Regions from separate parts of the Mus musculus genome. Here regions 1 and 2 are each linked to region 3. A link is a contact called in public HiCAR-type data. All regions are on one chromosome and are shown on one strand. Each heading gives the region's core, a stretch centred on a gene start, on an enhancer-like site or on the middle of the called end of the contact. The rest is flanking DNA. Distances are from core to core; before and after follow the strand shown. Region 1 holds the start of Tor1aip2 (torsin A interacting protein 2). Region 2 holds the start of Lhx4 (LIM homeobox protein 4). Region 3 holds the start of Shcbp1l (Shc SH2-domain binding protein 1-like).

The links. HiCAR-type assays count read pairs that join an accessible place to other places.
Region 1: a contact with region 3 is called in a HiCAR-type map of astrocytes, with 3 times the contacts expected there. The contact joins the promoter of Tor1aip2 here to the promoter of Shcbp1l in region 3. A contact is called at or near these places in 1 of 39 promoter capture datasets (hippocampal neurons), 1 of 115 datasets of contacts at active chromatin or transcription factors (astrocytes) and 1 of 9 other capture datasets (liver).
Region 2: a contact with region 3 is called in a HiCAR-type map of astrocytes, with 9 times the contacts expected there. The contact joins the promoter of Lhx4 here to the promoter of Shcbp1l in region 3. A contact is called at or near these places in 1 of 39 promoter capture datasets (liver) and 1 of 115 datasets of contacts at active chromatin or transcription factors (astrocytes).

The regions. Positions count from the first base shown.
Region 1 is chr1:156,034,153-156,037,226 of GRCm38.p6, reverse strand. Tor1aip2 (torsin A interacting protein 2) reads right to left here and starts at 1,563. Exons shown (of 7, transcript NM_172843.4): 1 at 1,119-1,563. It overlaps Tor1aip1 (torsin A interacting protein 1), which reads left to right and starts at 747. Exons shown (of 10, transcript NM_001160018.1): 1 at 747-1,469. The coding sequence starts at 992.
Region 2 is chr1:155,739,898-155,743,353 of GRCm38.p6, reverse strand. It overlaps Lhx4 (LIM homeobox protein 4), which reads left to right and starts at 1,327. Exons shown (of 6, transcript NM_010712.2): 1 at 1,327-1,552. The coding sequence starts at 1,477.
Region 3 is chr1:153,423,635-153,427,018 of GRCm38.p6, reverse strand. It overlaps Shcbp1l (Shc SH2-domain binding protein 1-like), which reads right to left and starts at 1,810. Exons shown (of 10, transcript NM_001033162.2): 1 at 1,433-1,810. The coding sequence starts at 1,795.

The sequences.
Region 1 (3,074 bases), core at 314-2,813, 2.6 Mb before region 3:
CCCTTCTTTGTAGTTAATAAACAATGCTAAATGAAGCTCCAAACATGACTCTTGAGTCATCTGTGTTGCTGACCAAATTTATAGACTATTTGTGAAAATTCTAGTAACTGGGAATTTGTCTAAGTTTGAGTAACAACTTAAGGTCATTATTTAAAATACTGGAAAAAGGCAAATACTTTTAAGTTTTTTTTCAAAATCACTGTTATGTGGCTTCCAAATAAAAACTCAAAATCGATTTTTTTTTTTTTTAGGGCTAGGGTATAGCTTATTGGTATACCATTCACGTGAAAATTCAAGAATATGGTTGATATGGCTACGACTCAAAAATGGAAACACACCCCAAGAGTGTAACTAAACACAATTTTAAAGGGTCAACAGGTGAATAAAAATTTTAAACTGGGTAAAAGCAATTTCATAAAGGTCCATGAAACTATAATTTTCGCCATAAGATGACATGCAGAATTGCCTTTCTGATCATTTCTCCTCCCAGGGACATTTGAAAAGGAGTGGCCAAAGTAGCAGGGGAACTGCGCAACAGCTTGGGATCAAGGACTGAAACTTGCCCTTTCCCAAAGCCTCTGGGAGCCAGGACCAGCGCCCCCGGTGGTGGGCAACTGGCCATCAGCAGCTTGGCACAGGCCACTTGTCCTACCACCTCCTGGTCGCCCCCACCTTTCCCTCCAAGGCCAAGGACAGAGACGTCCTCCTCCCCCTTCTCCTCCTCTTTGGTGCCTTCAGCCAGGAGGCGGGAGTGACCCGCAGCAGCTGACCCAGCTCGGGCACTGCCTCTCCGACAGCCCTCAGGACACACCATGGGCCTGGAGGCTGGTTGGTGGCACACGAGCGAGGACGCAGGCGGCGGCCCCGGCGACTCTCAACTGCCTCCCTGACCACTGCGACAACCTCCCCGAAGCCATCGCCACTACCCGCAGCGGAATCTATCTGCGGCCAATCTATCGCCACGAACCGACTACCAGCTACGTAAACAACTATGGCGGGAGAAAGGTGGCAGGCCGAGGGGCCCGGAGAAGGTTGGGCCATCTACGTCACACCCAGAGCCCCCATCCGGGAGGGAAGGCGGAGGCTCGACCCGCGAAATGGCGACAGCAGTGACGCGCCTGCGTACGGAGCTCACCCGTCGCGCCGCGGACGACGGGAAGTGAGGTTTTCAGAGGAGCCGGCAGAAGTGTACGGCGACTTCGAGCCCCGGGCGGCCAAAGAAAGGTCTCCGGGGGGGAGACGAACCCCGCCAGAAAAGTTCCGGCCGGCTTCTGCGGGAGAGGAAGTGAGAGAAAGCGCTTACAACCTTCGCTCTCGACCACGGAGGCAGCGGCGAGCCCAGGAAGCCGAGGAGATGAAGACGCGGAGGTCTGCTCGCCTTGAGCAGCACTCACAGCAGCCGCAGCTGTCTCCGGCCACGAGCGGCCGAGGGTTACGGGACTCTCCGTCCTCCAGTGAGGACCGCGAAGGTAACAGTCTCGGCTGCGGGCTCGGGAGCGCGCGCGGCGGCGGGCACGCGGCGGCAGGCGCGCCCCCGTGGAGGCCGGCCCCGCTCCGGCCCCGCCTGGGTCCTGGTGATTTCTGCGGCCCTTTGGGCGCGCACTCCCGGATTGAGTCCACCCGGACCCTCAAGAGGGAAGGACGCAGTGGGCCGCGCGGGAAGGTGGTGGTGCGAAGTGACCCGAGCGGAGGCGGGCAGCTCTGCCTAGTCCTGGAGCTTCAGTTTGGGGGGTCTAGGTCTCCTCTTTCTGTAGGCTTTTGCTAGAGGTCGGCGGCTAAGCCATTGTCGGAGCCCCAAACTACTCTGCGCTCGGTTTCATTTCCGTCCTCTGAAGTTTCTACTGAAGCCACTTCCATTTCCTTTTTTTTTTTTTTTTTTTTTTTTTTAAATCTCGGGGGCCCCAAGTCCCCAGCTGAAAATCCTGTTTTTAAGTTAACTTTCCAGTCGGTTTCTTTCGTTTTTTTTTTTTTTCACCAAGATTGGGAAAACGAGATCATTTCTAGGCGGATGCTACGAGGAGTAGCTGACTTTAATGAATGGGTTGGTGACATTACTCCAAATACAGAGTCTGGTCTCTGCCAGACTTTCCCCCCAGATTGGAGGCCATCACGGTAATCTTAAGTAGCTAAACAAGTCAAGACTGACAAACTACTGAAACAAAACAAGGTTCTATTTATTAGTAAAGCTTATATATGAAGCCCCAGATGCCAACAGGGTGTGTACTATAGTTTTAGTTAAGTCACACAGATGAACCAAATTCTTCAAGCCATCCTCTTATTCCCTGCACTCGGATATAACTGAGTCACAGGTGGTTCCAGTAAGCCCCATGTCAGTCACCTAATTATGAGGTAAAATTCTGAGGGTTAGAGTCACAGTGGGATGGCCTCCCTAATACATTTGATGCATCTGAACAGGAGTGGATTTAAAGCTTAGAGCACAGTAAACTGGCTTGCAGATTTACCTACTTGCCCTTAAAGTCCTGACACACTTGAAGATCTGTTCATTTGGGAAACTTTATGCTAGAGATGTGCATGCTCTTTTGGATGTAAGGAGACAGTTTATTTGCTTATACATGTCAGCATTTCTTTTAAGATGGCAAAGTTGGGAGAAAAAAAAAGGAACCTGTCACGCATGTATGCCTGGTCGAAATTTAGGTACTTGTGTTAATTCTGTCTCAGAAACTGAGACAGTGTTTGCACATGGGAGGCAATGTAACTGTTACTTTTTATTGACTTTCCCACAGAGCCTCCTGCACCTAAATTCAGTTTACCTTTTATACATTTTTAGAGGATTTAAACATTTCTTTTACCTGACTCTTGAACCTACCTTTTAATTTTTTATATTTTCTTTATTTACATTTCAAATGTTATCCCCTTTCCTCATTTCCCCTCCGAAAACTCCCCTATATCCCCCCCCCCCCCCAACCAATCCAATCCCTCTCCCTGGCCCTGGCATTCCCCTACACTGGGGCATAGAGCCTTCACAGGACCAAGGGCCTAACCTTTTAACTTGCTAAAGTAGCATTTTTGTCGTAAAGCAACAAGTAGTGGTTTGTATGTTGTTTCACTTCCAT
Region 2 (3,456 bases), core at 78-2,577, 2.3 Mb before region 3:
GTGGTCAGGAGGCGTCGAGTGTTTGAAAAAGTGCTAGCGACTTCGTCCCAGCATTGATCTTTGCTTTATTGCCTCCAGGAATGAGAATGGGAAGAATGAGTTTTCTACGCGCGCGTTTGTGTCTGTGTGTGAGTCTCTGTGTGTGTGTTAAACACAACAGCAATGCACGCCCTTTGCTGGTCAGCCCCGGGGGCCCGGTGCACGCCTCCGCCCAGTACACACGCGGCCAGGGATCGTTCAAAGTGCCCGCAGTGGCAGCCGGTTCGGCCGAGCAGTCTCCAGGAGCCAGAGAGGGCGGATCTGGGTGGACGCCGGCTGGAGACCCAGTTGGGAGGGCGGGCGGCTGGGAGGCGTGGGACTAGGACTGGACCTCGGGTGGTGAGAGTGCCGACTGTGGCGGAAGGCCGAGGCGAGTGTGGGCGCGCACGAAGACCCGCGCCCGGCCACCTTCGTGCGCGGCCCAGGCCGCCTGCCTCCATCCGGCTCCGTGGCGGCCCACTGCGTGACTCGCGCGTTCCCGGCCGAGTACGAGCTGTCCCTGGCCCTGCCTCAGCCAGACGCGGGGGAGAGAGAGTAGGGTCTGGTTAGTACCGGCCGGAAAGGAACTGGCCAGGAAAAAAAAAAAAAAAACAAGTGGAGGATGGATGGAATCATCCAGTTACAGAACACGCTCCGTGGGCTGGAGAAGCTCTGAACTCGGAGCGCCAACCCAGGGTCCGCTGGGTCCTGGCCCACCGCGCCCCCTCCTTGATCCTAGAGGACCGATGCTGGGGGCGAGCGGGGAATCCCCAAAGCTGGCAGAAACCAGCTCTGCGTGGTCCCTGCGCTCCGGGACCACCTGCTGCCGCGGCCCAGCCCGCCGCAGTATTTATACCGGGGCGCGAGCCCGCACGGCAGGGTGGGGGAGGGGCTGCAGGCCCCGCCCCCTATCAGGCGGCCCCGCCCTCCCGCACCTCCGACCAGATTCGGGGCTACCGAACCCCCCCTACTTCTCGCCCCCTACTCTGGCTAGCCGGGGGTCTGCAGCGGGCTGCCCGGTTGGCAGCACTAGCTGGAGGGCGGGCTTCCCTGCGGAAAGCGACGTCACGGCCGCTCCTGCAGTGTGAATGAATCAAAATGCCTGGGTGACCGCGGCCTCCAGGGCAGCCGGCACGCGAAGGGTGGAGGGGGAGGGGGAGAGGAGGGCGGGGAAGGGAAGGGGGGGAGCCAGAGCTGCAGCAACAGTGTCTCCTCAACCCGGGATGTGCACCAGCCCGGGAGAGCGAGATCAAAGGGATTTGAAACAGCCTGAGGACTGGCGGGGGAGGGGGCCAGCCAGCTTGTGGAGTCCTCCCGGAGACGCGGAGGGCTCGGTTTCCTCTGTGACTTCAGCGGCCTGGTTGGTTTTATTATTATTATTTTCAAATTTCCGAATCCAGCCAGAGGGAGAGAGCGAGAGATCTCGGTAGACTGCGACTTGCTGCCTCTGGCTCCAAGATGATGCAGAGCGCGGCTGTCCCCGCGGAGGGGGCTGTCAAGGGGCTCCCGGAGATGCTCGGTGTGCCGATGCAACGTAAGACACCCTCCTTTCTCGCTAATTTAATTTGATAACAAGACAGCTAACAGCCTCAGCGGGTGCGGGGAGGCCGGACGCGCCGTTCAAGGCACTGACCGGGAGGGGTCGGGGTGCAGAGGCGGTCACAGAGCTGGGGTACTACCAGTCAGTGTTTGAAGGGCTTGACTCTTGGCAATTTGGGATCGAATTCGAAAGATTCCGGGATACTGTTCGTGGAGGGCCCAAGGGTATAGAAAGTAGCATCTTTGGGCCGTCGCTTTTATGAGAACCCTAGGGAGGATGCTGTTTGGGGACAACAGAGGTTTCCAGCTACAGGCCAGGCCCGAGGGCAAAAGTGGTCCCCCAATTGATTACCTTTCGCGGCAATGGCCAAAGCTCGCAGAACCGCTGGTACAACTTTACCCCAGCTGGCGGGAAGTTGGAGAGCGCGTCCCGGGTCGCAGGGCTGTACAGAAGCCCCCTGTCACACTCTTGGTTTCGGCAGTTCGAGCACTTGATTGAGTCCCCAGTCACTGCTGCCCGGGGCACCCGCCGCCTGTGTTGCCGCCAGCAGACTGCTCCGGGTGAGCGAATGCACTCGCCACATTCCAGCTAGCCGAGGAATGCAGCGGCGAGAAGCTCTGGAACGAAGTTGTGCGTGCAGCCTTTGCTTAGGCGAGGGTAGGCAATCTTAGTGGCGCGGGGCTGGAAGAGGGAGAGAGACTCAGACGTGTGGGCACTTTGCTAGCTCTCTCAATTTCTTCCAGAGCCTGCAATTAGTTACGGCAGGTCTCTCACCCCAGGTTTCTGGTTTGTACGGATGTGCACACACGGCAGAGATTTTCCGGGTGGGAATCTGTCTGTGTTTCCGACTCCTGAACAGATAGAAGCAATCTGTGCAGAGACCCGAACAGGTTCTCAGGCTTAGCGCGCGCTTGCGGGCTCCTGGTTAAGTCTGGGTTTACAAACGGCTGCACTGGGCTAGGTGCCCCTGGGTACCCTAGAGAGATGAAGGGTTCCCTCGATGGGCTTGCCAAGAGACTACACTTCCGCTTACGACTGCTTTAGTGATGCGGTAGGAGTTTATTGTAAGTAAGAGCAGGCTCACCCAGGGATGGAGACTACCTACGATCCCCGGCGCAGCAGCGCGCCCTCCTGCGCCCTGCCTCTCCATCGCAGGGGTTCTGTAACACAAATCTCAGGGCGGGCTGTCCAGCCAATGTCTTGAGATTTATTGTAAAGTTTTTGAGAGAAAAATGGAAGAGATAGCTTCATTTGAGCCTGTTTTAGATTGTTCCTCCGCTGTAGCCTACAGTTCTTGTGTCGCCTGTTGGCGAACAGTTGCAAAGTTCGCTGCGCCTTGGAGAATTGACTGTCAGCGTATTCTGTAAGCAGTGTTGGTAATTGCTTCCAACAGCTTGTTGATTCTCATCTCCTAAACAAACAGAAAAGCAAACCCTTTCTAAGGTACCCACGTTCTTAAACTACTTGTAGCTATGCTGCACTCATAAGGGCGGTCTGTGAATGGATAAAGGATGTGGGGGTCTGACTCAATCCTCCTTAAGTACCTGTATTCTAATGACTTCCTCCACAGATGTCCTGTCCGGATTCTGGACTCTCCTCTGACGGTACTTTTTTTTTTTTTTTGTCATATACAAAATTCACATTGTCTTGATTTTTGTGTCTTTTGCTCAGGGATACTGAATGTCAGGAACTCGCTTTGCTAAAAAGACATGGAAATCATTTTAGCTTCATACATGTCTCCAAAGGCTGAGTCTGGACCCATACTGCAGAAAACTTAAGGAGGCGAAGAAAACTCTGGGCAGAGAGGGAGAAAAGGAGTGAGGGAGGGTTTGAGGGAGGGAGGGAAAGAGAGAGCCCACTTACTCGAGTGGTTCCCAAGGGCAAAGCCAACCAAGAAA
Region 3 (3,384 bases), core at 561-3,060:
TGCATAGTTTTCCACTGTGTGAAGCCATGAAGTTCTTTGTGGGTTATTTTTGTTTGACACAGGATGTTGCTGGGTAGCCCACACTAGCCTCAAACTCAGGGCGATCCTCCTGCCTGAACTTCCTAAGTGCTGGGATTGCAGGGGTGTACCATGATGCCTGCCTCATTGTAGTTCTCTATGGCTCTATCCTTTCTTCCTTTCTCCAGGAGTGCAGGAACTGCGTTTGGTACTGGGACTCAAATACTTCAAGCACTCTGCCACTTGATCTAGAATTCCAGCTATTTCTTTACTATTGAAACAAAAATCTCACTATTGAGACTGACCTAGGTTAACCTTAAACTCACAATTCTCGGGCTCCAGCATCCTCCCAAGTACTGGGATGGGCAGGTGGATTATTGTGAGTTCTGGCCCAACCTGGTCTACAAAAGACAAACAAGGCATGAGTCACCATGCTCAGCCAATTTTTATACCCATCGCTGCAACGAATATACTTGTACACAAATTCTTTTGCTATACTTTAAATAAAATGCAGTATTAAAATGTATGCTATTTGTTCTGTTTGGTGGGGTTTTTTTGTTGTTGTTGTTGTTTGTTTTTTGTTTTTTTTGAGACAGGGTTTCTCTGTGTAGCCTTGGCTGTCCTGGAACTCTCTGTAGACCAGGCTGGCCTTGAACTCAGAGATCTGCCTGCCTCTGCCTCTCGAGTGCTGGGATTAAAGGCGTGTGCCACCCTGTTTGGTGTTATCAGGCTCTTTCCATGCAAAACACCTGTCTACATCGTGACTTGCTGACTGGGAACCATTCTGGGGACATCTTACGCCTGTTTTTATGTGCATCCGTGTATTCACACCACCCTTGCACCTGATGCCTGGGAAGGCTCAGGAGAGGATCTGGGATCCCTTGAAACAGGAGTGTCGGATGGATGGGAGTCACCTTGTGGGTTCTGGGACAGGAAAATTGACCCCTCTACTAGAACAGCAAATGTTCTTAACCAAGGAGCTGTCTCTCTAGCTGCCATTTTCACAATTCCAACGTAATATTAGCTTTATGTTTGGGCCTAATATGAAGATGTATTAAAAACTAGGGTGTGTTAACAACGAGACGTGTGGACACTAGGGTGTGTGGACACCGAGCTCTGTGTATTTGAGTGGACAGTAAGATGTATGCCCAGACTGTGACGAGCGCTTCACGGCCTCATCTTTTAGGAGGTGTCATTTTAGCTGACAATTTTGTATAACGGGTTAGTCAAGTCCTCTAGGGCAGGAGCTGAGGGTCTGGGCAACGACTAAGGTGGCCAAGGTGGCATTCTGTACCCCTTGACTCCAAAAGACTGATTTTTTCCCCCAAAAGACTGTTTTGAAGGGACAGATTTGCTTTCCCTGCTGTGGGAAAGACCCAAACCTCCCGGAGCTGGCCCCTCTGCAGCTTCGCACCTTCGAGCCCTGTAGCACCTGGTCGCAGTACAGAGCCACCTTCTCGCTGCGCCACATGCCCCTCATGGGGGATGCGTAGATCGGTGGCAGGGGCTGCGCTTCCTCCTGGTCCTCAGGCACCGCGGGCACGGGCTCCTCGTCACATGTTTCGGCTTGGGTGACCGGTGGGAGCTGGAGCCGTCGCCGTGCCGCCTTGCCCTTCACGGGGCGCGGGGAGGCCACTACCGAGCGCACGGGGGACATGAAGCCCCTGGTGGGCGCGGCCACCGAGTCCCGGAGGGTGGCTAAGACAGTCTGCTCCGCTGGCGAGCTGTCACTCCCGACCGAGGCCTTGGGCTCTGAGGTCGTGGCATCCGACTCCATGTTCGCGCCGCAGCCGTTGGCCGCCTTCCCCTCGTGGGACCACGCAGCCTGTGCGCGCTCCGCGGGCGAGCACATGCGTGGGCGGGAAATGAAGGCAGGTGCGGGGGCGGTGGGAGCACGCTGCGCAGAGGCGGGGATAGGGGCGGGGTCCTGCCTCTGACCCCGCCCATTGATCCTTGGAATCGCCTAATGGCAGAACCTAGGAGCTCGTTGGTCCCCACCCATCCACCCTTAAGTCCTGAAACATTTCAGGGCCAGGCAAGCTACGAAGTCCCTAGGTAGCCAAGGATGACCTTGAATTTCTGATTCTCCTGCCTCTCCCTCTCAAGTGCTGGGTTCACAGGCCCGCCCCACTCAATGGGGCGGTTCATTACCTGCTAGACAAGCACTCTACCGATTGAATCAGACCCCCTCCCCCCAGCCAAAGGAAACATACTTTTATTCTAGGAAGCATTTGTGACTGGGACCAGCTGGTTATTACCAGAGAAAACTGCGGATAGATGTAGGCACCCGGGATCACCTTTCCACGCGGATCTCAGTTTAGGCGTCCCTTCATATCATAAACAAATTGCTCTGTGTGTGTGTGTGTGTGTGTGTGTGTGTGTGTGTGTGTGTGTGTGTGTGTGTGTGTGTGTGTGTGAAGATGTGATTAAGTCAATGGGTCAAATTAGTCTGTGGAGCTGCTCAGAATTCTCCCTGATGGGTGTTTACAGTACTGCAACCCTTATCAACACGTATTTCAGCGGTGGCGACGGTGAGTAAGCGCATTTTCCTAAATGTTGCTCACGGCCTTTGATGAGCATCAGGACTCCAGTTCCCGGTATGTGAGACTGCTTGTGTATTGAGCCCGTTGGAATACCGTCTGTTTACTCTATCTGGACTCTGTGCTGGGCGCACAGCCCCCGAGCTGAGGTGACTTGGGAAAACACCTGCCTTCCCTCTCGCTCACTTGGAAGGACACTGTGTGAAGTTGTGAGTTTATTTTGAAGGAGACATTCCCGTTTGTATCGTGTTACTGTAGTGCAGAAAACAATTAGGACTTCAATTATTCTGTATTCACACTTCACTGTATTTGTCTGGAGTCTGTGACCTTCTTTAAAATGGTGCCATTATAACCACCCAAGACCACCCATTCGAATAAAATCTATTACAGGGCTGGTTTTCTCTTCTTTTAATTCATTACCTCGCGTGTGTGTGTGTGTGTGTGTGTGTGTGTGCAGTCCATGCTTGCCTGGTGTGTTGTGTAGACTGAGCCTCAAGCTTGCAGGGCCCTTCATCTGCCTCCCAGGCACTATGGTGATAGGCACCCACTGCCACCCTCTGCTTACTCTTGTTATTTTGTTTTAAATGCTTTCCTCTTCCTTTCTTTGAAAAAATAATTATTTTATTAGTATTAGTTTAGCCCTTAAGTTTAGAGTAAAAAAAAAAAAATCCTGTGAGCTAGTTCAAAGTGTTTAAATTTCAAACACAGCACTAGTTTTTGTTTCTTCCGGAAACAAACAGATGTTTCATAGGAACTACTAAGTGCCAGACAGGCACTGTGTAGATGCCAAAGGCATACAGATGAAAGACACAAGGCCTGCCTACCC